Linked DNA regions of Mus musculus: region 2 is linked to region 1. The links are chromatin contacts, called in public Hi-C maps. All regions are on one chromosome and are shown on one strand. The core of a region is the stretch at or near the end of the contact, and the rest is flanking DNA. Distances in the headings are between cores, read along the strand shown. Region 1 holds the start of Slitrk2 (SLIT and NTRK-like family, member 2). Region 2 has its middle 180 kb from the start of Fmr1os.

What was found. A called contact is a pair of places that touch in the nucleus more often than the background predicts.
Region 2: a contact with region 1 is called in a Hi-C map of cerebellar granule neurons, with 2.9 times the contacts expected there. The contact joins the enhancer-like site here to the promoter of Slitrk2 in region 1. A contact is called at or near these places in 2 of 39 promoter capture datasets (hippocampal neurons and second pharyngeal arch cranial neural crest), 2 of 484 Hi-C or Micro-C datasets (cerebellar granule neurons and cerebellum) and 1 of 115 datasets of contacts at active chromatin or transcription factors (astrocytes).

Annotation. Positions count from the first base shown.
Region 1 is chrX:66,647,490-66,652,637 of GRCm38.p6, forward strand. It overlaps Slitrk2 (SLIT and NTRK-like family, member 2), which reads left to right and starts at 1,829. Exons shown (of 3, transcript NM_001161431.1): 1 at 1,829-2,011.
Region 2 is chrX:68,492,151-68,497,079 of GRCm38.p6, forward strand. No RefSeq gene overlaps it. Among named protein-coding and RNA genes, the nearest start is that of Fmr1os, 180 kb to the right of the region's middle. Within about 2 kb of position 3,206, at least 75 of the 459 cell types and tissues checked have an H3K27ac peak or open chromatin away from gene starts, as enhancers often do. A contact at or near this core is called in astrocytes and cerebellar granule neurons, where this site is marked.

The DNA of each region.
Region 1 (5,148 bases), core at 579-3,078:
TTTTTACATCTGAATGGTCTGTTAGCTTAGCGTTTTGTAGTTGTTTACAGCACCCATTAAATAACTATAAAAAAAGATGACACAGAAATGAGGAAAAGAGAGATGTAACAAATGAACTTCTCTCAACAATAATGTAATGTGCTCCTACTGCCAGTATAATCTTTAGCAAGCACCACCTTGAATGTTTTTCATAAACAAGCATGTTGTTTAAAAGAGGAATGTTTCTATGTAGCTGAAAACAGCCTGTCCATAAGCTATGTTCAAAAATATGTTATTCTGAAATTACTTATCTGAATGGCAGAAATTTCAGAATAACCTTTATCAATATTGAAGTAAGAGGGACAGTAATGATCTTTAGATCCAAGAGATAAATGTAGGCAGTTATTTGAGTTATTACTAAAGTAAACTTCACCAGTTCACAGTATAAAATTATCAGTAAGATTCTTTTTTTAAGGCCCATATAGTCCCTTTCAGCAACCATTATAAAAAGAAGGCCAAAGGGAAAGAGCAAAGGAAGATGCACAGAAGATTCTATTGAGAGGACAGAGGTGATAGTCATTAGTGCTGTGTGAACCTGCTTTAAATGTGCAATAACCTTGACTGCAGAGAATCCTAACGTGCATCCATTAGCTTCCTAGCTCATTTTTGCTCTAATTTTGTACCTTTTTCCTGGCATCATTTTCAACTGTTCTTTTCTTTTCCTTTCCTTCCTTTCTTTCTTTCTTTCTTTCTTTCTTTCTTTCTTTCTTTCTTTCTTTCTTTCTTTCTTTCTTTCTTTCTTTCTTTCTTTTTTTTTCCTGCTGTTTCCTACCAACCCTCAGGCTTTCTGTGCAAGAGGGATTCCACAGACTCCGGGAGGGTAATGAAAAGGTCAGGAGGCTATGGAGATTTCAATGAGGGACCATATCCTCTAGGATGAGGTGGCCGCTGTCTTGGCACCAGAAAATTAACTCCCATTCTTTGTTTAACTGAACCAATTGCAACTTTATCCAGAATCTTTTCGGGCAGTTAGGAAGCAGCTGCAAAGGAGGTAGTTCTTCAGGGGAAATTGCAAAATCCTAACCACCTTCTTGAACTACACTGACTGTTTAAATGCGTGTCTTCCTTTAATAGAATCAGTCTAGACTACTAATAAAGAGGAAAAAGAAATTGGTGGGGGGAGGGGGGAAGCAAAGGAGAGGGCAAGAAAAAGGCCTCCAGAAACCTCTTTGAAGTATTAAAATAATCACTATTAAGGCGGGGTCTGGAACAGTGCTAAGTCTTGCTTTTCTTCAAATGTTTGCTTGCACGAGTCTTCCTGAGCACTGTACAATATGAAAATACCTTCTTTACTACCCTGGGAGGAGATCCTTAAACATATGCAAGCGAACGCCAGTGATTGGGTGCTTACTAGCTAAGGGAGGCAGCGGCATTTCAGGAAGGTGTCCAGCTCAGATTACTGACTGCTTTTTCACTTGTCCATAACTTCCACCCAGGGGTCTTAGGGTCCCCCTCAGATATGATATCAAGCAAGCGTCATCCTTATTTCACTTGACCTGGTCTGAGGGGCAGCACATGGTAGAAGCTGCAAGAGCTGGGCAGAGTTCCAGTAAAGAGGGGCTGACAGGCGAGAGCAGTGCTCTGCAACGCTTGTCAGACAGAGAACTGGAGCAGCGGCTCCTTTGTGGGCTGGTAAATCCCCCTCCCGAGTGCACAGCAGGGACATTTGATCTGCAGGGTGATTGATAAGTGCTAGAGAGGGGCAGCCATCCTTCCCTCCCTCCCTCTTCTCTCCTCTCTCTTTCCCTCCCTCCTTGCCAGAAGCGCTGCTGGGTAGCGAGCTGCTCCAGTAAGGATCTTCCTACCCTGGGGTGGGTGGGTGGGGGGATACCGCCTGCGCTCCTCGCTGCTGTGCCACTCACTGCACGGCCCGCCCGACTGGTACCTAGGAGGTGCTGGCTTCTGAGCCTCTCAGAGACGCGGATGCTGCGGGAGCCTCCAGGGGAAGATCGAGGCGGAGCGCTCTCTCTGGGTAAGTTCGGAATACTCGGGAATGCCGTGGCAATGAGACCCACGAGCCGGGTTTCTTTGGCCTCAAAGTGGGTATGAGCAGGGAGAGGCTAGACTATACCCACCGTGATCAGTCAGCCCTTGTGAATCGCCCTCTCCCCTCGGTACCCTCGGGGCTCTCTCCTTTTTGCCCCTGACCTTCCAAGGCTGTGATAGGGATCCAGGAATCCCAAAGCTAGGAGACCACTGCTACTGCCAGGAATGACCCATGCAAGATCTTCTGCTAGTGAAATGAACCATTCACTGGCAGTGTCCAAGCCCAACGGCAAGGGCAGAGTGGCTTTTGGGATTGAGAGGTCATCCTCTAGCATCAAGATGTTAGCCTTTAAGGTGTAGGAAAGGTGGGGCTACTCTAGGGTTGGCGGTTAGTCCTGACCCATTCAAAGAGGGAACTCCCTTAGAGCCTGTGTCTCCCTAGAAGAGAGATTAGCCTGGAGCACCCAGCAGGCTGAAGCGGGCCTGCTAGACTTCTGACCTGGCTATGGCCTAAGAACTGCAGGAATGAAGTTGGGCTCTGAGTTGCAGCCTGGCCCCCTTCATGACTTGTGGAAAAAGCTTGGGCAAACTGGCTGGTTAGTGACAAAGAAGGCCTGGGCAATAGAATATGCATGTCAACTTCCCTCTTCTTAAGAAGAACAAACATTTTGCTTATTTAAGCATCTGCCCCTGCTACTCTTGAGTTCCCAGTTCACCCTGAACCTTTCCAGCTTCTTAAAAGCTCACTCTTTTCAGCCGTTCTTAGAGATACCCTGGACCAAATGAAACTTACTTAAAAGTGTTTGTCGAATGTGAGGCTTATTTGCTTCCAAATAACAGTCATGTTTCTGAAAAGGGTCTGTGGATGCTCAAAAGCAGGCAGAAAATAGAGTGGCTGAGCAAATTGACTCTTGCAGAAAGGAAATCATGGAATGAAAAACTGGAACTCAGGGACCTTGGTAGGGCTCATCATTACCACCAGGTTTGCTTCATTGTGTAAGTGGTAACAATTTCAAGACCTCCAAATTCCCTATCTCTCCTCTCCTCTTCCTTTTCTTCCCCTCACCTTCCTTCCTGTCTCCTCTCCTTTCATCTCTTATTTTCTCTTCTTTCCTCTTCCTCTCTCCTCTCTTCTCCTTCTCCCCCTCTTCTATCTTTCTCTTTCCTTTCTAGCAAACCAATTCTGGTCTCCAGAGAGTGTGCACAGAATTATCTATGCCTTGAATATTTTACTGTATTTGAGAACTAATAGTAATTATATTTATTTTAGCAGTAAAAACTTTACAATTGTGTGAAATGCCCCACTGAGTTTAGGTATACAATCCTCTAATTCATATTAAGCAGTACTGTGTTGTTTCTAATTTTAGCTTCTTGAAGTTAACCAAGTCAGCAAGTCACCTGGCTGAGGAATGTCCTGATCTGTAAAATAATTCCGGTCTGTTGGGTTTTGTACAGCTGTCACAGTGGATTTTACTTCAGTAAGATAACCTAATTAGCAAGTGTTTGTTAAACTAAAGCCCGAGTGAATAAATCATATCTCCCTAGGAACAATGTACTTTTAATATTTAGAAATACATAGAAAGTGCCCTTTCCTTATGAAAGAAGTGAACTTTTGCTCAGGACATATTACTCAGCCTGCACATAATGATGCACGTGCAGTCGAATGGGAGGCTATCCACCACTGCCCTCCCAACTCCCAGGGCTTCTGTGCTTGTCTCATGGTCGGTCACTCTATGGCCCAGAGAAGGACAATTAAGGCTCCAGTCTGAAATGGCAGCATGAGAGGGAATCCAGAAGTATGGTCAAAGGCTTTTCTTGAAAGGAGCAGGAAGGAAGATCACAATGCCACAGGTGGCCTTAGTGCCAAACTTTATAGACTGCCCCAATCTTTATTAGAGAGGAAGGAATTTGTATAAGCTACACAGGTCAAAGATTTCTGCTTTAACAGGGAGAGAAACAGGATAAAACGGGTGGTTTCCCATTCATGAATGGCTTATTTTGCCTGGGGCATTGCCTACCTTCCATTTTGGCTAGGCAATGAAATCCTGCATAAATTCTGTAGCAGATCTAAAGAGGAGAGGAAGGTGAATTGTTTGTGCAGCAGGCACATTTAATCAGTCCCTTTCTTCACTGTGTCTTTCCCTCGGTTTTCCTCACTTCTCTCTTTCTATCAGAGGTGGCCTGTAGCTCCTCCAAGCAACAGTAGACATTATTCACACATGCAAATGGGCTCCCCTCTTGAGACTCCTGGACCCAAGGAGTAATAATATATTAAGTAGAAAAGAGATAATGCAGGCAAAAATCCAACACCTAGCCAATTAGTGATGCTCTAGAAAGGTTATGTGAAACCAAATGCAACATCAGGGCCCAGAGGATCAGCACTCCTTTGGCATTAGCAAATGGAAACAGTAAGCTCCTAAAAGTAGTGACAGGCATGGCTGCAGAGTTAGATCAAGAACCCTGGTATTCTGTGTCTCAGCTCAAGATTCCTAGTACCCTTTTCTTTAGGAGGAGTCATTTCTCCTGCCCTGCATTCTTCCCTGTTTTTTTTTTTTTTTGGGGGGGGGGAGGGTTGGGGGGTGGGGAGAGGATCCCAGCCCTTGCAGCCTAGAGGGCTCAACAACTCTTGCCTTGGCTCCCACTCCTAGCAGAGCCTCAGCCTGGCAATGCTTTTCTGACACCCACTCCACTTCACTTTCCTCCAGGCAAAAAAGCACACGTTTAAGACTCATTATCTGGCTAAGTATAAATCTCAGGGGGAGAAGCATTTTATTTTTGTTTGGCTCAGTCTACCAGTTACTGTTTGAGCTGGCTTTCCAGAGTCCAGGCAAATAGCTGTTTGGCTGGTCATCACCAAGGAAGTAATTCCCTAAGCACTGAAACAGAGCTTTCTCCGTATATAAAGTATTGATCCCCTAGGAGAACTCTTCTCACTCCCACACAGACACACTAGCGCAGGAACACCCCACTCTGCACCTAAAGAGTCTTCCCAGCTAGCAGTCTGCCTAGCTGGCATCAGTCCTACACACACACACACACACACACACACACACACACACACACACACACACACAAAGTTCCTGGGAGGCTCTGGACCCCTCCTTGGGAGTCTGCCATGAGATG
Region 2 (4,929 bases), core at 1,956-4,455, 1.8 Mb after region 1:
TAGGGTGGAGCCTTCTGACCTAGATGGCTCTATTGTTCTGTCACCAGCTGCTGCTCTCCTCCAGACACTGCTACCTGCTGAGAGGCTCCTGAGATACTCCAGAGGCACACCCTATCCTGCACATCACCTACAGGCTGGCTCCAGACACCAACAATGGACTGGGTGGGAGGATGGGCCTTTGGCCTTGGGCCAGCTTACAACAAATAATAATAAGTAATGGATAAGGGCTCAGCCTTAAATAGGACATATGTGTCGTCCTTGTATGGCACAAGAACATTTCTGAAGAAGGAAAAATATAAAAATTGGATAATAAGGAGAAGGGCTTATCATGTTCTGGATAGGGCACAACTGACATCTTAAACTCACAGCAGGTGAAGACACCTGCACTGGAACAAGAATGAGCATGTCAACAGTGAAGCATACATACACGGAGAAAAAGACAAAGGGACCCTATCTATGCCTTGCTGCTGAACTATTTGGTACAGATGGATTCGAGGAAAGACTGAGTTGTTGTCTTCAGCCAAGTACCCACTGATTGCCCCACCAAGCTCCAATATACAGTCATAATCCAATTGTCACCAAGAAGAGCCTGTTAAGCTAAATGGGACACAAAAACAACCCAAAAGTTATAAATTTAGGAAAGAAAAACATAATAAGGACAAGAGGATAGCAGAGAGATGGGGAGTGTGGAGATAAATAGTAATCATAATTCATTGTATACATATATGAAATGGTCAAAATATTAATTTTAAAATGTTACTGCTTCCCAGTGCAGAAAAGATTCTATTGTTTAGGGTTTGGAGTTGATGCTGTTGGAATACCTAGAATTGATTGCTCATCTGCACTAGACCTATCTCAAAATTCTCATTTTGAAATCAACATAAAATAAGTCTAGTAATGAATGGAGTAAGTAATGTATAAGTGCTCAACCCTAAGTATGACATGTGCTCCATCCCTGTATGACACAAGGAACATTTCAGGAGTGGAGAGAATGTAAAATCAAATGATAGGGAGATGAGCTTCCTTGGTTTTTCTCGTTCTTCAAAAATGAGCAGGTGTTAAGATACTACTAAGTTTGGATGTAAAGGCTTATGTTTTAGCATTTAGTGTCTGTACTTAGTTCTCCATTATTCATATAGACATCAAGTTTTGAATGTCTACATAGGGCATTCAGCCACTAAGTTAAAGGAAAAAGACACTGAGAGTCATTTGCTGTTGAAAAATACTCAAGGTAAATATTTTACCAACTGAACCATCCCTAGTCCCTAACTGTGGGAGTGTGTGCTGTCTCTGACTCTTTTGCCTATTGTTGGGACACTTTTCTTCCTAGTGAGTTGCCTTGTCCAGCCTTAATATAATGGTTTGTGCCTAGGCTTACTGTAACTTCTTATGCCATGCTCAGTTGAGATCCCTGGGAGGCCCACTTTTTTCTCAAGAGAAACAGAGGAGGAGTGGATCTGGGGAAGAGAGGAGAAGAGGACAGGGAGGAATGAAGAAGGGGGAAACTGTGCTTGAAATGTAATGTTTGAGAGAAGAATAAATAAAAAAGAAAGAAAACTATTTCAGCTGACTGAAGTGCAAAATTCAAGACTATTTTTACACCTATGAAAACCTAAAATGATAAAGATATTTTAGCTGACAAATATATGTATATATATATATATATATGTTGCCCCAAGGAACTCTAGTAGAAAAATGTTGGCCTCATATTCAGGCAGGAGGAATCTGGGTGCAAGCTACCAAGCAGAATATGAATATGTGGTTTCTGAGTGAGAATGTGATAGCAGAGCATAAAACAAAGTGAATTGGAGTAAGGGGATTAGAGCAAGGGGGCTGCTAACCCTTCACAGCTTCTCCTAAATCACCGAAAGGATCAGGCAATAAGTTAAGAATCACATCATTTAAAATTCTGGTGCTCTGTGGTAAAAAGATGCAAGCACAATATCTAACATGTAGGCTTTGTTATTCAGCACTTGGAGAGCCTGGAGAGAATGCTCCAGACACCAGAGTACTACATACATGGGGAAGTTGCCAGTCCAAGGACCTGAATAGAAAAACAGCATTATAAAGACCTTAGGGAAATACTTCTCATTCCCTAAAGACAAACCAAGAAGAGAGATCAATATAGACAATGATTTATTGTTAGGCATGATGACATATGCCTGTAATTCAACACTCGGGGATCTGCCACAGAACGATTGCACATTTCAGGTAAACTTGGGCTTACACAGAGAGGCCCTGTCTTAACAACAAACAACAAAATAACAACAGTTTCACTGCTTTACTGAGAAGGGGACCCTGAATTTCTTAGCATCTCATTCATAGATTACAAGACAAATATCTTTAAACAGAGAAGGGCAGAGAGGCACAGACAAAGTGTTTAGGCAGTACACAACTTTCTATGGCTTTGATATCCTGGTTGATGGTGGAGAACAACTGCTAAGCTAACCACCATAGTCTAGCTGTTCTCAAATTGTGGGTCACAACCCCCTGGAGGACAAGGAAAGCTTTCACAGGGATCACATATCAGATATTTACATTATGATTCATAACAGTAGCAAAATTACAATTATGGAGTATCAATGAAATAATTTTATGGTCAGGGGTCATGACAACATGAGGAATTGTATTAAAGTATCACAGTATTAGGACAGTTGAGAGCCTCTGTCACAGTCACTAAATGATTTCTCAGCTTCAGGTGTTTCTTTTTGTCATAATTTCCTTTGGTTACCATGTAGTCTAAGGACTATAGATTACATTCAACACTCCAGGGATGCATTCCTAACAATTTAATTAAAATTCAAGACACGGTTCCTCACTTACACAGCAACATTTATCCTATTCAACAGTTGCATGTGGTTAATGACTTGCTGGGTAGTACAGACACAGCACATTTCTTTCACTGTCAACTACGCCAGAATTTGGACTCTAATACTTCCTAATATTGTGTTTGGAGGCAAGTTATTTTAGCTCCACAATCCTGTCTCCTTATCTGTGACGGGAAATGCTAAGAGAATGTACTTCACAGATAAGGCTGAGTAGTGTCATGTGGAGAGCATGCTCAGCTGAATACCTGGCACATGGTGGAAATGATAGTCATCTCTCCAAATAAACAAAAATCCTTGGAAGGGTATAGCCGGCACGCTGCCTCCCTGGCAAACTCCCCACAGTTTTGCATGGGGAAATACTTGGCCAATGACTATGACTCACCCTGCTAGCCAAACAGTTGACTAAGAAGTGCAGTTGCCCTGTTTTACATCATGCACAAGGAGAGCTGAATGCCTTCAATTCATAACCTCTCCCAGAGAAAGAAACCTGGAGTCTGCTGACAAACTTTGAGAAGTGTCAGGTTATTTTAATTTCATAAGGATGAGCATTGACAACATGAGCAAGGCAACAAAACAGACAGGTTTAAGGTAAGTTTGGGGATTTTTAAGTAACAGATAAATTACCTCAGATAAAAACTGGCCAAGGGAAGAGGTGACCTCATGGGATTGATGAGCTGGGAAGCATTTGTATTCAGACAATGATATTTTCCCAAATGTTTTTAATTAGCACAATCCTAGTTACATTTACAAGAGAAAGCCTGAAGCAGACTTTTGAGCTGCCATGAATTATTATTGGCAGTCGTAGCAGCATCGACTGGGTCTGGAGTCGATCACCTGCGATTGGCCACGTTATTTTATATCAGGCCCTGATATTCTTCCATCCTCTGTCCCCTCTGACTGTCTTTCTAACTGGCTCTCACCCATGACCTGGCCCTGTACTTGAGATCACAGCACTGCCTGTCTGCTTGACCCACATCTCCAGCCATGGTCCCAGCACTCTTGCTGTTCTTTCCTGCTGTGTAACTTCCTTTCTGCAACTCCTTCCAAGAGGCTTTTGGCCCTCATTTCTCCACTGAGACTGAGGTAAGCATGGCCAAGTGCAGTTGCATTTCCTGATTTTCATTTTCTTCAGCTCTTCATCAGTTTTTAGCACAGTTGATGACACCCTCCTCAAAATTTACTTTTTGGCCCCTTGGTATTGCAAACTTTATATGCCCCAGTACAGGGGAACGCCAGGGCCAAGAAGTGGGAGCGAATGGTTTGAGGAGCAGGGTGGGGAGAGGGTATAGGGGACCTTTGGGATAGCATTTGAAATATAAATGAAGAAAATACCTAATTTTAAAAATGTGGGAAAATATTTACTTTTTTTCTTGAGACTGCCTCAGCTCTAGCTCCTGGTTTTCTGCTCACTCCCTGGGCCTCTCTATTTTCATCAGCATTCTTTGCATATCAGCCAGCAAACACATTCACAGTTAGTTCGACTTGTTACTCTTCTACCTGAAGACAGCAAAAATATTTTTTCTGTGTTTATCATGAAAAGCTATTTCCCAACATAGTCCAGCAGGATCTGTGATCTGACCATAATTCCCTTAGACGACTGTGTACCCTACAATGTCCTTCAGCTGCCCTCCCTGTCTGCTTTTTTTTTCTTCCACATATGCCAAGTGCATTCTCATCTCACAAACACAGCCCCCTTTACTGTCTACCTGGACTCATCCTTCTGCTTCTCTTCACATGGCAGGTGATATCAAGAGGGCAAACCTAATGAATGCCCTTTCTACTGAAAGACAAAAATCTGACCTGATCTGGAAGTAAGCTTTTTATAGCCTTTATCCAATTTGATGTTGAAGTCCATATATTTTGGTAGTGAAATGTTAACGTGTTTGACTAGCCTACATCATCTCAATCCTTGTTAAGGATGTTGCATAATATAAAATATAATCTTTCTACCATTCTAGGAAAGTATGGAATTGTTACTCATAGCGAAACTCAAGAGGTTAACGTTAGGTGTCACAGGTTTGCTTCCTTACTTCACGTATGAGAAGCTCAAGTTTCTGAAAAGGGAAATAAATTTCCCAGGTGGCATAGCTTTGATGCAAAT